Regions from separate parts of the Hordeum vulgare genome. Here region 2 is linked to region 1. A link is a contact called in public Hi-C data. All regions are on one chromosome and are shown on one strand. Each heading gives the region's core, a stretch centred on a gene start, on an enhancer-like site or on the middle of the called end of the contact. The rest is flanking DNA. Distances are from core to core; before and after follow the strand shown. Region 1 holds the start of LOC123403439 (probable RNA-dependent RNA polymerase 1). Region 2 overlaps LOC123401198 (probable RNA-dependent RNA polymerase 1).

Region 1 (3,008 bases), core at 216-2,715:
ACAATATTCATGATTTAAAATCTACTCTGTTGAATATAAGTCATGAGTAAAAAATAAACACAAGTTGATATCTAAATTATATTAACTAAATATTTTTTATTTCAAAAGAATGTTTAAAATTTGTAGAAAATTGTGTCGCAGTTGCGTGATGGTTAGCTTATGTGCGAGTGAATCCTCATGTTACCGGTTTGAACACGCCGAATGCACTTCGTATGGTTATTAGATTATTATTAGAGTTGTTGGCGTGCTATGATATATAAGGTATACATTGTTCTTTATTACTTCTTTTGATCCGCGCTGCTATGATATATAAGGTGGTCGTGCTAAGCAAATAGTAGGTACTGTTGACGTGGTTGTTATCCAAGCAAGTGACCTAGCGGTTCATCGTCGGATCGAAATCCCGGCCCCATTATTTTGCCTTTTTATTTGAGGGACTTCCTACATTAATAAAAAAGGAGCCACTAGTTTTTCTACAAATCTATCATATGAGAACATTTACAGTGGTTAACAGCGGGCCCGCGCCATGCTGGCACCGACGGATATGTATGCCGCGTACGGTGAGAGTGACTGTATTTGAAGAACCTCGCAAGTTTAGTGACCTCAAACACGTACTTTACAATTTTGTACACGAAAGTGACCGCCGCATGCAAGTTCTAACACCTCTCGTGTATTTACCTCTTTTTTAAACTGGCGCGGGTTATCTTTTACTCCTTCCGTCTCATATGTAAGATTTATTTTGACACTAGGAGTAGTAACAAGTAAAAGGTCAGCAAAAAAAAAAAAAAAAAAAAAGCCAACCCTACAAAAATGTCGATCAATAAACAATTAGGGACGTACATTTCCCCAATCCGTACGCCCGCTACGCTTGCTCGCCTACCTCAAGCAACGCCCTCTATTATTGGCAAGCAGGGGCGGAACTGAACGTGGTGTTTGGGGGTTTAGGTGAACCCCACAAAATTCAGCAAGGCACCGAATCCCATCGGACCAGCTCCGATCGATCTAATTTACACGGAGAAAACTACGATCTACCTCGCGCGCCGCGAAAGAACAAGCCAGCAGAACCGCGGACGAAGGCAGCAATCGTCAACAAATTCCGAACGATTGGGGTCCCGGCGGCTCAATGCCACGGCAAGGCGGGTACGAAACCCCAAACAACACAACGGCGACTCGAGGGAAGGGAAGGGTCCGTACGATCAGGCTAGGATCCCTTACCTTACCGGTGAAGGGAAGGAATCAGGCCGACGCCAGCAGCAGCAGGCGTGGCTATGTCCGTCGCCGTCGCCGTCGCCGCAGCAGATTGTGGCCGTGAGAAGTCGATGGATCTGGGGAGGGAGTTGGGGAAGATGAACGGGCGAAGGAGATGGGGGAGGAGTTGATGATTGCCCGATGGTTCTGTCGCGGAGGCGGAGGCGGAGGCGAGTGGAGAGGAGGAGAAAGGAGGCGGACTTGAGGTGGTCAATGTGCACGTAACATTTAAACGAACTACGGAATGGTAGCTAGGTAGGTAGGGCCGGGGGGTGCGGGGATAGAGACGGATGCGTCGAAGGTTCCTTAACTGCGCTCGGAAATCTTCACGGATGTAGGCAGGCAATCTTAGGACCACACCGTGAAGGAAAGACTGGCACCGCGAGTAAAACAGTAACAAAACTGGCTCGTTCACTTTCCATCTTTTTTTTTTTACTTTTTTTTTTGAGTTGGTAATTTCCATCTTTGTAACGTGTAAAAGAAAGTTTTTTTACCCAAAAGAACCACTTGTCCAGTGCAATTGTCAAAAACGACCATCCCAGATTAGATTGCAAATAAAACCATCTAAACCATGACGGTACACGCATCAGCCGACACGTGGCATCTGCCGCTACGAGCGGAGGCGGTGGCCCCTGCCGCCACAAGGCCAAGCGGCAGGCGCTGCATTACCGGCCTAGACAAACGGCGATGAAACGGGATCGGTGGCCCCTGCCGCCATACAACCAGGCGACAGCTATGGGCAGGTGGCCCCTGCCGCCATGCATCCAGGCGGCATGCAGATGCATGGCCTTTCCGCTCGCCATCGCGTGAGTTTTATAATGTAGAGAGAGGTGCTTTAACAATGCCGCTCATGTAGCTATCGAGCTTCCATGGTCTTTGCATATAATAATCAGCCTAAAATGTAAAAAGTAGTTGTGCATCTTTTGAGGAAACGAGCGGCCGGGCTTTCATAGCCATGCATGTGTTATTTTTTTGTTTGCTAGTGCATGTTAGTGTTGGAAACATACCCTAGAGCCAATAATAAATTGGTTATTATTATATCTCCTTGTTCATGATAATTGTCTATTGTTCATGCTATAATTGTATTAACCGAAAACCGTAATAAATGTGTGAATACATAGACCACAACATGTCCCTGGTGAGCCTCTAGTTGGCTAGCTTGTTGATCGGAAGATGGTCATGGTTCCCTGGCCATGGATATTGGATGTCGTTGATAACGGGATCACATCATTAGAAGAATGATGTGATGAAGAAGGCCCAATCCTAAGCATAGCACAAGATCGTGTAGTTCGTCTGCTAGAGCTTTTTATAATGTCAAGTATCATTTCCTTAGACCATGAGATTGTGCAACTCCCTGATACCGTAGGAGTACTTTGGGTGTATCAAACGTCACAACGTAACTGGGTGATTATAAATATGCACTACAGGTATCTCCGAAAGTGTCTGTTAGGTTTGCACGAATCGAGACTGAGATTTGTCACTCCGTTTGACGGAGAGGTATCTCTGGGCCCATTATAACCCACAAGTATAGGGGATCAATTGTAGCCTTTCTCGATAAGTAAGAGTGTTGAACCCAACGAGGAGCTAAAGGTAGGACAAATATTCCCTCAAGTTCTATCGACCACCGATACAACTCTACGCACACTTTACGTTCGCTTTACCTAGAACAAGTATGAAACTAGAAGTACTTTGTAGGAGTGATAGGATAGGCTTGCAAGAAAGTAAAGAACACGTAAATAAAACTAGGGGCTGGTTAGATAAAG
Region 2 (3,008 bases), core at 147-2,646, 270 kb before region 1:
GCCATCGCAAGGTCAGCTCCCTTCCCTCCCCTCCTCCCTTTTCCTCACCACCACCACCAGCAGTACGAAGACGGTGGCAGTGCAGTCCATGACCTTGACCGGCTCCACGGCCGCACGCAAAGCAGAGCAGTTCAGACGTCCATACCGAAACTTCTGACCGCAAACAGAAAGATAACGTGGTTCAGAGCATTATTAATCTAGTGCCGGGAAGATGCTACGACGCCCGTTTTTCTCCTCCTCTGCCCGTCTTTGTTGAACGTGCTACAAGTAGAGCATGTGGCGCCCTGGGCTCCGAACGTGTCGCCATTGACAAACCGGGGCGCGACACGACACATGCCGCCGGCCGGTTTGGTTTGTTCTTATCAGGCAGACGCGTACGAGTACTTCTCATCAGACAGTGAACTGACACTGACAGTCTCGTCGACACGAACACGACACCTTGTATGAACCATTGCACCCTTCGGATATGAACGTCAGTCACTGACGGAGCGGTTTGCGTGCGGGCATGCAGCTTCATCGACAAGTACGGGACACACGTGGTGGTGGGGCTGAGCATGGGCGGGCAGGACGTGGTGTACGTGAGGCAGCACGCGTCGTCGCCGCTGTCGCCGTCGGAGGTCAGGGGCCATCTCGACCGGCTCGGCGACCAGCTCTTCTCCGGCGCCTGCGCCGTGCCGCCTCCCCACGCCAAGTCCAGGTCCAAGCTCACCAAGACGCCGGAGGCCTTCAACGTGTTCGACGCGCAGGTGGCGCAGCAGCGGCTGCAGGGGGTCACCACCCTCGTCTCATCCAAGGAGGTACTTACAGTTATCTGGCAAGCTGCGACAAGTAGTAATATGGATCGGAGGGAATAACAAATTTACTCAGTTCAGTCGTGCCTTCTTCCTCGCGTGCGTGCAGGGAGTGACGGTGATATACTCGAAGCGGGGAGGGAACACGACGGTGAGCAGCCACGCCGAGTGGCTGCCGACGGTGCCGGCGGCGCCCGACGTGATCAACGCCAAGCTCGTGCCCATCACCTCGCTGCTCAGGGGCGTCGCCGGCACCGGCTTCCTCTCCCACGCCATCAACCTCTACCTCAGATGTGAGCGCACCTTACTTACATCTACATGCCATGCCCATGTCGATGTCACGCTCCTTTGCTTAATGCTGAGCCTAATTGAACCCAGCGTACCGTACAATGATGCAGCCGAGTAGAAGATTTTCTTTCGAGAGTTAACACTGCAAGCAAGTGCTCGTCCGTGCTTAATAGTAGTACGTGTAACAGTACATTCAAAAGTGACACGTGACCTGCCAAATGACTGTTACAGATAAGCCGCCGTTGGCTGACCTGAGGTACTTCCTGGATTTCCAGCATCACAGAATGTGGGCCCCGGTGCTCGGCGAGCTGCCCCTCGGCCCATGCTCCAACCGCCAGGGCTCCGGCCCGGCCATGCATTTCAGCCTGCTCGGCTCTAAGCTCTACGTCAGCTCCAGTCAGGTAGGAGTATTTTCAATCAGAGACCCCCCCCTCATCGTCTTCTCTCGGATTGTTCCAAGATTTTCACTGAAAGACCAAAGGATTTTCGATAATTGATGCATGATCATATGACATGACGAAAAATATATGTAATATATTAACGCAGGTGGTCGTGTCCAATTTGCCGGTCACAGGGATGAGGCTGCACCTCGAGGGCAAGAAGAACAACCGGTATATAATCAAGCCTGCCCTGCATGCTCGTGGCAATCACCCATGAATTTTGATGCAACGCGTGGCTAACCCAGTGACAACTTCGTGTATGCATCAGGCTAGGCATCCACCTGCAGCACCTGTCGGCCACCCCGACGTTCATCGCCGCCGTGCAGGCGCAGGCCGACATGGCGCCGGCGTGGCGGGGCTCCGAGTCGGTCACCGACGACCACCGCTACTACGAGCCGGTGCAGTGGCGGACGTACGCGCACGTCTGCACCGCGCCGGTCAAGTACGACCCGCGGTGGCACCGCTCCGGCGACGACGGGAGCCGCGCCGCCTACGTCGTGACCGGCGCGCAGCTGCACGTCATGGCGCACGACTCAACCACCGTGCTGCACCTCCGGCTGCTCTACTCGGAGCTCCCCGGCTACGCCGTCGTGCAGTCCAGGTGGGGGCGCGGTACGGCGAGGAGGGCGTCGGGGAAGTGGTCGTCGTCGAGCTTCCTGTCCATGCCCTTCTCGGGGTCCTCCTCGTCGTCGTCGTCCGGCGGCGGGCAGAAGCGGGGGCCGCCGCTGGTGGTGGCCAACATCAACTCCGGCGTGTTCGCGGGCGGCCCGCCCGTGCCCGTGGGCGCGCAGAAGCTGCTCAAGTTCGTGGACACCTCGCAGGTGACCATGGGCCCGCACGACAGCCCCGGGTACTGGCTCGCCACCGGCGCCAGGCTCGACGTCGACAAGGGCAAGATCTCGCTGCACGTCAAGTTCTCCCTGCTCGCCCCGTCTCCTTCCTGACAGTTCCAGAGTCTGTACAGTTCTCCTGATGCCAAATGCTAACTGACCCCTGTGATTAAGACCTGCTCCTTTTGGATTTTGGATTTGTTTGGAACCTGTAAATGCCGCTGTGCAACGAGTGTAAATTCATACTGTAAAACCAGAGGAACTATTTTGATAGTACTAGTAAGGAAAAAAGATTCATTGATACTCGTCGTACAAGCAAGCTGATAGTTGGGTCTTCCATACATTTCTGAACATGCAGTACGCATATTACCAAAAAGGCAGGGGAAAACTAGGTACGCCACAGATCATAGCACAGAAATACATTCGACGACTGCATCCAAAGACCCCCAAGGTTCGTGCTTCGTCGCCACATGTACGTCAACACATCTGAGTTAACAATCACAATCGCACTTGGGCGATCATTCTAGCACAAGAATCGACATGTTCAAATATATGTACAAGACCAACAACGACCTGATGGTCGCACTCAGCCCAATATTGTGTTCCGTCTCATTCTGTTCTGGAGATCGAGCATCTTCCTGGCAATGTTCTTCTTCTGC

The links. A called contact is a pair of places that touch in the nucleus more often than the background predicts.
Region 2: a contact with region 1 is called in a Hi-C map of leaf, with 3 times the contacts expected there. The contact joins the enhancer-like site here to the promoter of LOC123403439 in region 1. A contact is called at or near these places in 3 of 6 Hi-C or Micro-C datasets (leaf and seedling).

Annotation. Positions count from the first base shown.
Region 1 is chr6H:495,771,355-495,774,362 of MorexV3_pseudomolecules_assembly, reverse strand. LOC123403439 (probable RNA-dependent RNA polymerase 1) reads right to left here and starts at 1,465. Exons shown (of 5, transcript XM_045097379.1): 1 at 1,218-1,465.
Region 2 is chr6H:496,046,054-496,049,061 of MorexV3_pseudomolecules_assembly, reverse strand. LOC123401198 (probable RNA-dependent RNA polymerase 1) reads right to left here. Exons shown (of 5, transcript XM_045094933.1): 5 at 2,630-3,008. The coding sequence ends at 2,936. It overlaps LOC123401199 (MACPF domain-containing protein At1g14780-like), which reads left to right. Exons shown (of 7, transcript XM_045094935.1): 2 at 1-11; 3 at 512-797; 4 at 901-1,084; 5 at 1,311-1,480; 6 at 1,626-1,690; 7 at 1,788-2,654. The coding sequence ends at 2,463. Among protein-coding and RNA genes, the nearest start is that of LOC123401199, 3.7 kb to the left of the region's middle. Within about 2 kb of position 1,396, at least 3 of the 3 cell types and tissues checked have open chromatin away from gene starts, as enhancers often do. A contact at or near this core is called in leaf and seedling, where this site is marked.